2 separate regions of the Mus musculus genome follow, and region 2 is linked to region 1. A link is a contact called in public HiChIP or PLAC-seq data. All regions are on one chromosome and are shown on one strand. The core of a region is the stretch at or near the end of the contact, and the rest is flanking DNA. Distances in the headings are between cores, read along the strand shown.

Region 1 (5,762 bases), core at 1,788-4,287:
GAATAGATATGAATTCACTCTGTGGTTTCTTTGACTGACACTTGGTACAAACTGCACTCTAGACCTCTGTTACCTCATCTGTAAAATGGGGATGATACAGCTTTTCTCAGATTTAAATGCTTTGAATGTTCTATAAATATAATTGAGTTATTAAAGATACTTAGCTCAATAAAAGGAAAGAGAAGGACTTATATTTGTTAGCTTCATAAGAGTCTTCAAATCTATAAATTAAAATTTGAATCTTTAGATTTTGATATTAAAGCATTTACTTTGTGAGGGAGCTAGAGACTTACATTATTTTCTATTTTACACAGAAAGTCGGAACTGTCCGCTCTTGCCTGTACCCACTGCTTTCGAGAGCCTGGTGATGATTGGTGGAACATTTGTATTAACTCAGCACTATGTTTTCTTTCAGGATTGAAAACCATTGGTTTCCAGGACAGTAAGAACCTCCAACGGTTTCCGTTTCTAAGTGGAGCCTCAGCTCCCTTTGCCACTTTGCCAGCTGATGATGGCCCAGCTGTCTTAGATCCCTGTTCATTCATGATTGATGATGACGCGCGAGAGCCTTCTGGTTCTTCCATGTTGAACCTGTGTGAAGAGTCAGGTCTTTCATTCGACCTTGGACTTGAGGGCCAGGGTGGGACTCCAGGAGGTGTTTCACTGCTTCCTAAGAGTTCTACTCAAAGCAAGTGGCTGAAATATCAAAACCCACCCCAGTGCAACTCAACTGCTCCGAACAGACTTGCCAGCGAGGTGACCGAGGGTCTCTTTGCTGAAGCGGTGTCTGGCTTGCATTTTAGCCACACAAGTGAGAGTGAAAGTTCTGTTGACCCTGTGCGCCTGCAGATGATAAAAGGCTTGCTCCATCAACAGCAGCAGGATTTGGTTTCCAGAAAGCAAGCTTTTTCTCTGACTTTAAATCAGACTTGCAAGACTCAGGAACATGAGACTGTGTTAGGAAGCTCTGCCAGCAAGAACTGCAGAGCCAAAGATCTACAGGTGAGGTTTCCTCGTGTGCGTTGTCACCCTCAGGTGCTGTGTGGATTCCAACAGAAGATAAGCACTATAGCTTGGAGACAGTTTACTTTTTGATCAGATAGTTGTTTCGTACACCTTTCCCAGTAGTTATGAATATTGAATTGTATATTTGAAAGTCTCTGGTTGCAGTCCTGGCCATATAAAAAGTATTTAATAAGTTTTAGCTATTATCTCTCTTTCTGCCATGACTTCCAGTACTGATCTCCCTGTGATTGTTTTTATTTTTGACAATCAAATCAATCTTGCTGATTGAATTATTAAAGATAAGGCACACACATCTATTCCAAATTTGCTATGAGTCATTATCCTACTCATGACAGAAATAGAAATGTAATGTGATCCACTTGTAGTAAAACATATTCAAAATCATATTAAGAGGCTGATGAAAAGAATTAAAAGTGTCATGTCATGTCATTCAGCCTCTATCTGGTTTCATTCTATTTCAGGAGATAAATAATTCTGATCTGTGCTTCCCAAATGGGCAGAAAATAATATCAGCTTATCTCCCACAAAGGCAAGTTCACATACCTGCTGTTTTCCAGTCTCCTGCTCACTATAGGCAGGTCTTTACAGCTTCCATCATAGGTATGGCTGTTACGTTTTTATTCTGACTGACATTACTTGGTGTGAGTATTGAACTACAGAAACGCATAATGCTTTCTGGGTTTTCATAGTCACCTCTGGAGATTTGGTTTGCATGTCTAGTACCTATCAGTACCTTTGTTCTAATGTTAGATCAAAACTGAGCTTTAAAAGAGGGACATCGCACTACTTTTTAAGTTCTGACTTTTATTTATTAAGATAGAAGCAAATGAACCCATTACATTTAAATGGAAACTTTTTTTTTAAGATTTATTTATTTATTTCATGTATATGAGTATAACATTGCTCTCTTCAGACACACCAGGAGAGGGCATCAGATCCCATTACAGATGGTTGTGAGCCACCATGTGGTTGCTGGGAATTGAACTCAAGACCTCTGGGAGAGCAGTCGGTGCTCTTAACCACCGAGTCATTTCTAAATGGAAACTTTTAAGTATGATGAATAATTAGGTCTGAATGTTTTGAGGTATAAGAACAAAACTTGCCTTTTGAAACATTAATTGTTAAAACCCGCCTGTTATCCTAGCTCATTGGAGACTGCAGGAGCTTGAGAGTTTGAGACACAGTAAACCTGTCTCAAAAACTACAATTACAATAAAGTAAATAAATAAATGATGTGGTTTCCAAAAGCACAGTATTTATATGTATTGAACTATTACAGTGAGGGGCTACAGAGATGGCTCAGCTATAAACGTGCTTTATAGGGAGTATAATAGAGTCTGATAGACAAGGACATAATACAGCAGTATTGGATACATTATTTGGATGGCTTTGAAGCTGTTTTGTTTTGTTTTGTCTTGTTTTTGTTCCAGTTTGGCAAAATTAAGACAATGTTAAAGTACAAAAGGGATGTTATCGAGTTGGAGTTCAGGCTCAGTAGTTAGAGTGCTCATTACTCTGTCAGAGGGCCTAGATTCAATTACTGACACCCACCTAGCTGTGCACAACCATCTGTAGCTCTGGCTCCAGGGCATCCAGGGAATGTCTTTTGATCTCAGTGCCACTGGACACATTTGATGTGCTTACATGCATGCAGAGAATCACAAACATAAAGTAAAATAAATCTTTAAATTAATGGATGTTATAGTATTGGGTTATAATTGACTGCTAAAAGGCTGTTTTCAAATTGACTAAACAGCATTTGATACAAATATAATTTTGTATTTAATTTTCAGTTGTTTGTTTTGTTTTTTGTTTTTTTGGTAGAGCATCTGAATATATTGCTGTTTGAATTGGCACAAAGGCTGTACAAAGCACTTTCCAAAGTTGACATATCCTTTTATACATCGTCAAAAGGAGAGACAATGAGAAGTGGAAAAAATAATTCACCATCCTGCCACCATAATCAACCTGCCAAGCTTGTCATGGTTAAAAAAGAAGGTCCAAATAAGGTATTGCTTCTGCTCCCTCCCCACAGTGCCTTATGCATAGTTTAGGTTCTTGGACACTGAGACATGAGTTTTCTTTGTGGTATTAATAATCATAAACATAATCATAAACACAATAATCAGTGCTTTTTAATGGAATAAATGATCTGTGTGTGTTCCAGAATACAAAAATATAAATTAAAGTTAGCCTTCAAACTTCTTAGGAACTCACTGCACAGCACAGTAGTGGATGCAAACAGATACAGTGAAGAGAATGACACACACAAGAGAGGAAGGATATGCCTAAGCTACAGTGTCAGCACTGAGAAGTGGGATCCTCTGCCTCAGGGTCTAGAAAATGCTGAAATAAGATAGAAAGACATGAAGGTTGAAAGTTGCTGTACCAGCACTAGACAGGCCAAGCGAGTAGAAAACCACGGTGACCTCATGTGTATTCCTAGCATCACAAAGAGGGTTAGTAATATGTGGGTAGCCTTCACTCATTTGCACAACTGCTTTTGCCTATAATAGCAATAAAATAATTTCACTATTTGTATGCATCATTAGTTGAATATGTAAATTTGACTTTAAAAAGTCAAAAGCAAGAATTCATAAATAATAACATGGCCATAGATCAAAATAAATGACCATCAACATCTTTGTGTTCTTTTCAAGATTACTTGATACATGTTTGCATGTTCATGCTATGCTGTTTGTTAAAAGGGTTAGGTTACAGAGTATAAAATGCACCATTTAGTGAACTTTGTTTTAAGAAAACCTGTATGTGTGTGTATATGTAGAAAAAAAATACAAAATATTGCTAGTAGTTGTTTCTGGTAGATGTTAAGTTGTCTAGTGGACACTTAACTAGGGAACAATACATTACAATTTATGGCTATTTTTTTTTGTTTGGTTTTGGTTTTGGTTTTCCGAGACAGGGTTTCTCTGTATAGCCCTGGCTGTCCTGGAACTCACTTTGTAGACCAGGCTGGCCTCGAACTCAGAAATCCGCCTGCCTTTGCCTCCCGAGTGCTGGGATTAAAGGCATGCGCCACCACGCCCGGCTTATGGCTAATTTTTAAATACATTTTTTTAAGACTGCACATTAGTGTTTTGCCTTGCATGTATGTCTGTGTGAGGGTGTCAGATCCATCCACTGGAACTGAAGTTACAGACCGTTGTGAGTTGCCATGTGGGTGCTGGGAATTGAATCTAGGTTCTCTTAATCACTGAGCCATCTTTCTAACCCCTTAAATACATTTTACAATAATATTTATTTATTTTTATTTAATGTATATGTGTGAGTGTCTGCATATATATGTATTCACCTTATACATATCTAGAGCCCATAGAGGCCAGGAGAGAGTGCTGGATCCTCTAAATCTGGAATTACAGGTGATCATGAGCTGTCATGTGGTTGCTGAAAACTAAATCTGGGTCTTCTGCAGGAGCAATGAGTACTCTTAATGCTGAGCCAGCTCCCTGGCTTCTTGAATAAGTTTGTTCTCAGAATAATATACTCTTGATGAAGAAAAAATAAATAGGAAAGTAATACTTTATAATTTTAATACGTGCTTAAATTAATAAGAAAGTTTATTACTTGGAATACATTAATAACAGGTAGACTTTATAAATTGCTTTGCAAGGATAGTGCAGAAAATGGTACACAAATAGAAATAGGATTGTTTTCACTAAGTTATGCATAGTAGGCAAGCACTTACTACTGAACCCTTGAATTCTTCATATCTTCTTCCTGCTTAGGGCCGTCTCTTTTATACATGTGATAAGTCAAAAGATAATCAATGTAAATTTTTCAAATGGCTTGAGGAAGTGACTCCAGGACAGTTACCACAGAATACGTCTCAATCCACCATGGTTTTTAATGATATTAAGAGTATTGGCTCATATTTAAGAAGTCAAAAGGTACCAGTCTATGAAGAATGCCAGCTTTTGTTGAGGTATGTTTTATGGTATCATACCATTTCCTGTAATTATATCAGAAAGTAGCGACCCTGGGGTCAGTCCCAGAGTCTTGCACATGCACAGTCATTGTACTAATATACATTTCAAACCCATCAACGGCTTTAAAAGAAATTGAGATGGAGAAAGCATGAAGGAGACAACTTCCAGTCCTATAATTTTAAATGGAAGTAAAGCTTTAAAGTTTCTCTGATCCTCTCTAAACATCAAGTGATATCAATAATGTTCCAACAACTGGCAAAAGATAGTTTGCTTTGTTTTCTTTTTCTTTTTTTCTTTCCTTCCTTCCTTCCTTCCTTCCTTCCTTCCTTCCTTCCTTCCTTCCCTCCTTCCCTCCTTCCCTCCTTCCTTCCTCCTTTCCTTACTTCCTTTCTACTCATGGGTATTCACAAACCTAAGGGAAACCCCATTTACAAATACAGTAACAGTAACAACTCTTTAGCAGTACAGGAATAAGTCATACCCAGGCTTGAATTAAGAGCCGATAGGATAATAGAGTATTAGGTTTTAGAAGCAGAACTTTATAAAAATGGGCTCCTTAAAGAGGTAAAGATAGTGATAGTTTGCATAGGCATTTAATAACTTATTGAAAATGTATAGATGCCAGGGTCTTTCCTAAATCCTCATAACAATAATGTGTAAGAAATTATTATTCGAATTTTACAGCTGTAAATGTAATTTGATTTGCCTGATATAGTTGTCACCTCGGAGCCTTACTGCTGAATATGCTCATTCTTTCTAGTTCTTTCTGAACTCTGGCTGGCTGGTTCA
Region 2 (5,874 bases), core at 2,215-4,714, 200 kb after region 1:
CTTCACCTTCATGGCTTTACACAATGGCCTCTCTGGGCTTCTATTCAGGGCACCCCAACACACAGCTGGCCTCAGTGGCTTTCCTTAGCTCCAGAAGGAGATTCCACAACCCCTTTCTTATGTTCTTGACACCAAAATCAGAACCACCTGGCTGAAGCTGCCACATAACTAAGTGTGGTAATGAGAAATTATTTGCAACCCATACCATACCCTGGGGATTGGATGCTATGATGGGGGTGGGGTGCAGATCCAGTGACAATATCAATGCAATAGGAGAGATTTGACAAACTTTTACCTATTTTTAAAATAGGAATAGAATTTGTGTATTTCAAATTGTTGAAGGATTAATAGAAATGTGCGGAGTTATATGCATTTGATATTATTTTCACATTAACTACTAAGTCACTCAACATTATGATGGGGAAACCCTTCTTTTTGTATCGAGAACATATGTGATGCTGCTGGTTTTTGACTTAGTAAACAATTCAGGCTTAGCTCATGGAATATCCACTGCCATAAAGAGCTCAGCTCAGTTTCAGTGTACTTCCTATGAACCCCCACCACCCAGAGCCTTTGGCTCAGTCAAGGGAGGCTAAGGGTAAAAGCCAGTTGAGGTCTTCAGTAAAGCCACTAGAAAGGAGACACTGGCAGCCATGAGCAGCTCCTAGTGCAAAGAGTCTCACTCCTGGAGGTCATCTTGATGGAAAGATGGATTTGTGGGCTGGAGAAATGGCTGACAACCAAACAGAAAAAAAAAAAAAGATGAACTCTTGGTCCCTTTTCAAAAAAGGAAACCACAGAACTGGGCACAGTAGCACTGGGAAGTCTGTGGCAGGAAGAACATCATGAATTTGAGGCCAAGCTGGGCTATACAGGGAGAGGGGTTTTCTGTTCTGTTTTTTCCTTTAAGGGAACTATAGAAGATGAAGAAGGGGGAGGGGAGAAAGAAGGAGGAAAAGGAGAAGGTAGAGGAAGGAAAAGAAGAAACCCAATATGAATTCTAACAGTCATGTTCTTAGCAGATTAAAAAAAATATTCTTGACACTTTGATGAAGGGTGGTTTTGTTGTTGTTGTTTTGTTTTGTTTTTCTGATGCAGGATGTTTTAATCATGTTCTTTCTGCTTCCCCTTCTCAGCACATTTGTCAGAGCAGCACATTCTGGGTCTTGCAGTTCTCAGAGCTAACTAACGGGGCTGCCTAAGATTTGGCCTTGAATAGAAGAAGGAGAAGGAGAAGGAGAAGGAGAAGGAGAAGGAGAAGGAGAAGGAGAAGGAGAAGGAGAAGGAGAAGGAGAAGGAGAAGGAGAAGGAGAAGAAGAAGAAGAAGAAGAAGAAGAAGAAGAAGAAGAAGAAGAAGAAGAAGAAGAAGAAGAAGAAGAAGAAAAATCTGAAGTAACTTTGTGAAATAATCTCATTTAAAAACTGCTTTCACACACTCTAGGCCTAGATAAGATTGTAGAGAGGCTAGAAGCTTTCAGGACAAGGCCTAAGTTACAGACTGAGGCAGTAAGCCTCCAAATGACAATTGAACGGGAGAATAGAAGGTATTTTCATAGAAAAAAAAAACCTGCTTTCACTGGTCTCATAGGAATGGACAACAATAAGGTATAATTAAAAAAGACAGCCCAATTTAGGAACGAGAGGCTTAAGACCATTTATTTCCTGCATGTCTTCTGGGGGCTTCAGAAGCCTCCACAAACTGAAGTTACAGAAACAAGAGGGCACATTTCTGTTTGGCTTTTGCCCAAGTCGAGGCTTCAGGCTACTCATTCTGGACCTTCTGTCTTTGTCCAGAAGTGTAGCCAGCGGAGATTACTGGAGCGATACTGTAGCTATCTGAACTGAGATAAGCCAAGGCCAGTAACTGCAGCGCCAGCCAAGTATCCCTCAGGCCTGGAAGCAGAGGAACTCTCTCTCAGGTGCACACTCCTGCCTGATTCTTGCTGATCACATGCTCATCTTCGGTTTTAAGATCCATTATTTTTTAACTAGTTGTCAGGGTCAAGCAATTGTGACCGAGATTAGATTCTAATGTGGACCTGCATGCTTACTTAGAGTCTCTTTGGGATCAATCATGCCTGACAGTTCTGGAAAATAAAGAGCATGCCCTCTAGCATCCTGAATTTTAACCTGTATCTTCTGTCAGTGTTGTTAATAGCCCCTACTTAAATATTAATAGTATAAAGTGAAGGTTTCTATGTTATTTCTCTACTTGTGTTAATGCACTTTGACCATGTCCATCACTTTATTACTCCCTTATTCGTCACATTTTTTTCACATGTTCTTCAACTCAGCTTTGAAGATTAAAGAGTTCAGATGGAGCACAATCATGACGCTAGGATTCACAGGAGGCAGAAGGGTCTTGACTTGGAAGCTAGCCTGAGCTACATGACAAAACCTTGTCTAAAAAGAAAACCGTTAACAAGAAAGAGATCTGAGAGCAGAAACTCCGATTTTTATGTTACTTTATTGCCTGGGTTTATTTGGCACAATCACTTGGCAATGTCTTATCTTGTACCTGCTTTGATACAGCTCAATCGAAAGAAGATTCCGTGGCTGTCTCTTCTTCCAAGAAGGAATAATAAACGTTGATCATTAACCAACGAAATTACATCCCTTACTGGAATCTGCCTCACTTAAATGTACTTAAGTCCTTTCCCAGCCGAGGCTTCCCAGCAGAATTGGGGGGGGGGGGGAGGCCCTCCAGTAGACTGACAACAGTGCAGAAGCCACATCATTTTATTGTCCCAGAAAAAGACCTACCTCCCCTGACATTAAGGACAGAGTCCAGACAAATAAACAGTTTCCATGGAAAGACTGTGGGAATTGCTATTCAGGTTCCCAAGCAGAGGGGACGACGGAACGGACAACTAGAACATCCTTGGCAACTTCTACAGTCACTCTGGTTCTCTTCGCTCTGCTCTCCATCGCTCTTCTCCCTAAATAGAAGCCCTCTCCTACCTCTCTCCACAGCTGCCTTCTGTATTTCCATCCCAACCTCCTTGAACTTCGGAAATTAGTGTCCGGGTATCCAGTCGGTCCTCTGAAAGACCCTCACGAGGCTGTTGCCCCTGTCACCACTCAGCACTAGGTGTTGGGCGAAGAAAGGTTGGTTAGCCGGAAGTGACAGGTGAGGAGGCTTCTGGACGGCTTGTGCGCAGGGTGGCAGCATCCCGAGGAAGGTTCCAATCCTGTCTGGCTGGACTCTCATCCGCTCCCCACGCCTCGGGTTGAGCAGAGAGTAGCCACTGCCTCCCAAGGCCCGAGATCAGGCGCACATTCTTAGGGTCCCCAACGAGTCCTCCAACTGCCTGCTGGTCCACCACCCCACAGCAGCTCTTAATCTGGAACCGACCCAGTTCCTTTCTTCTCAAAGCCCAGCTCCCGGGTCACATGCCATCTAGAGCTGCCTCTTGTTGGAGAAGGTGCGGTCGCCCCGGGTGCCCGGCGACTCAAACCCGGTCAGTCAGGAGACCTCAGAGAGGCGACAGGGGGCAGGGCTTCCTGTGGAAAAGGGCTGGACGGCGGCGGCAGCCTCTTGCCTGGCTCTGCGGGGCTTTCCTCCCGGCAAGGGCTTTGCCGAGGTCACTCGCGCGAGGCCGCTCTTGGCGCGCCCGTGGGAGGCTCGGTGGCGTGGGAGGACCAGCGACCTGCGGATTCCTCGAGCTCCCACGGCGCTGGCAGCGACGGTCCCCCACCCCCACCCCTATCCCCAGGCTTCCACCAGAAGGCTCCGCAAGACTCACGGACCTCCAAGTCCCCAGGTACCTATTGGTCACCTGTTTAGCTTGAGAGTGGGGGACTGTCGCTTGCCTGCTTCTCTCTCTCTCTCTCTCTCTCTCTCTCTCTCTCTCTCTCCCTCCCTCCCTCCCTCCCTCCCTCTCCCTCTCCCTCGCTCTCGCTCTCTCTCTCCTTGGCTTGGTTTACAGGCAGTCTTGCACTATATACTAAGGAAAGGTTGAAAAAATATATAGCCAGCGCGATCTTAAGCTTATGAAATACGTGATCTTTATAAAATAAGGGAGGAACCGAACAATACTGGGGGAGGGGAGCGGTGTGTGTGTATGTCTTTCCTCTCCTATTCTTGCAAACTTTTCATCCAATCGGAAACTAGAAGGATGCCGCTTGTGCATTCTGGCTCACTAGCCGACATCCCGGTCCCCCGCCGTCACATGCTGTTATTGAACTTGGGAAATATCCCAGTCCGGAGTGCACAAGCCTCTTCCAGACCCACCTCCCGGCCGTAGCCGGGTCACAGGAAAGCCCAGCGTCGTTGTGATCCGGGATTTTCCAATTTTCCCAGAGGATTCGCATCCGGTTGCTGGGAGAGGCTCCGTGGGGGGTCCGCGGCCAGGGAGGGGAGTGGGGCCGGGGTGGGGATAAGAAGTGGAGGGTGGGCAGAGCGAGAATCGCCAACGCTGGAAAGCGCTGAGCTTGCCTGACGCTCTCCTCTCCGTACTTGGTTGCCCCCACTCTCTCTGAAAGATTGGGAACCAGAAAGGCTGCTGAGTCGGCAGTGCAGGTCTGCTTTGGTGTAAAATTCGCGGACAAATGTCTTCTAAGACACCCGGTGGGGCCATGGCAACTGAGGGAGTTGGGCAAGAGAGTAAAATTATCTTTTGTTTCTTCCAAGTTTCTCTTCCCCTTCTGCCAGCTCGGTGTCGGGTGTTTGTCAAGAAGAGAAGCTTTTTTGCAAAAATAAAAACTCCCTTCTTGTAATCACAATCGCTAGCATATCGACTCAGAGGAACCTCCATTTACAGCAAATTCTAAAAACGTGAGAAACCTTGATGGCATGCGTGACCCCTACCCAGGGGAGCCGTGCAAACTTCCCTTTAAACCGTTTGGACACCTGGCTCATTTTAGTAAAAACATCTCTGCGTAGCTTCTCATCTGTGGTATTTGCAACCAATCAGCCTTGTGCAAAAACAAAGCCCGGTAGTCCTTCACTGGTTTCACAGGACACAGGGGTCAGTTAGGAGCAGCTTGTCCCGCGTGCGCAGCTGGGTTGTCAGTGCTGCGGTGTACCTAACACACCGACACAGACCCCTCTTTTTTCTCCCAGGAGAGGAGACAAGGCTCAGGAGTCCTGATCTAGCTGTGGCCACTGGAAGACTCTCAGGTGAGTGTGTGCATCTTGGTATCCAGCACGCAAAGGGTTAAGCCTGGAGAGTTGGGGGGGGGGGGGTTGGAGGAATTGTGTGTGTGTGTGTGTGTGTGTGTGTGTGTGTGTGTGTGTGTGTAGGGGGGGGTGAAGAGCCATGCCTTTGGCTCCTGTCTGTAGCTTTTCATTTCCTCTCTTTCCTTGTTCTATAATAGTTTCTTTGTTAACCGATTATTACTGTTCCCCAGATGTTCATGTTTGACAACTTTGTGATGTCAGATAACAGAGTAATATACTGTGTAACACACGCATTGCCAAATGATACTTTACTATCGCTAATTCTATTTTATTCCACAAAAATATGATGGCTTATGGGTTTTGTAAAGAAAAAAAAATTGTTAGATATTTGAACAGATCTTCCTGTACCTGGTGTGCCCTGAGAAATCTCTCTTCTCCTGGCCCTTTGGTTCCCCTTCCCAAGACAAACATGGTTACTACTGCAGTCTGTTGGCCTTCTGTGTATTTGGTATTTAAAACTAGCAGAATTAAAAAAACTTTTGTTGAGCCTCTACACACCAGTGGCTTAAAAACCAACCAAACAAACAAACAAAAAACAACTACTACTCTTAAATTTGTTATGTTAATTATTCATTTCTGTTTTTCTACTGAATACTGAAGTGCCAAGGGTTCAAGCTACTTTGTAGAAGGTCCTTGGGCCTCTGGAAGTTAACAGATTAGTTATCTGCCTTCTCCACTCTCCAACCAACCAG

Evidence for each region. HiChIP or PLAC-seq counts read pairs in DNA pulled down with a chosen protein or histone mark.
Region 2: a contact with region 1 is called in an H3K4me3 HiChIP or PLAC-seq map of bone marrow-derived macrophages, with 4 times the contacts expected there. The contact joins the promoter of Tifa here to the enhancer-like site in region 1. A contact is called at or near these places in 16 of 39 promoter capture datasets (the 3T3-L1 cell line, 3T3-L1-derived adipocytes, the C10 cell line and 11 more), 1 of 484 Hi-C or Micro-C datasets (bone marrow-derived macrophages), 7 of 115 datasets of contacts at active chromatin or transcription factors (the 230-238 cell line, bone marrow-derived dendritic cells, bone marrow-derived macrophages and 4 more) and 3 of 9 other capture datasets (adipose tissue, liver and macrophages).

The regions. Positions count from the first base shown.
Region 1 is chr3:127,583,169-127,588,930 of GRCm38.p6, forward strand. Zgrf1 (zinc finger, GRF-type containing 1) reads left to right here. Exons shown (of 26, transcript NM_197997.2): 10 at 416-1,002; 11 at 1,488-1,626; 12 at 2,851-3,035; 13 at 4,773-4,969. Among named protein-coding and RNA genes, the nearest start is that of Zgrf1, 33 kb to the left of the region's middle. Within about 2 kb of position 3,038, at least 1 of the 459 cell types and tissues checked has an H3K27ac peak or open chromatin away from gene starts, as enhancers often do. A contact at or near this core is called in bone marrow-derived macrophages, where this site is marked.
Region 2 is chr3:127,786,408-127,792,281 of GRCm38.p6, forward strand. It overlaps Tifa (TRAF-interacting protein with forkhead-associated domain), which reads left to right and starts at 3,465. Exons shown (of 3, transcript NM_145133.4): 1 at 3,465-3,764; 2 at 5,066-5,122.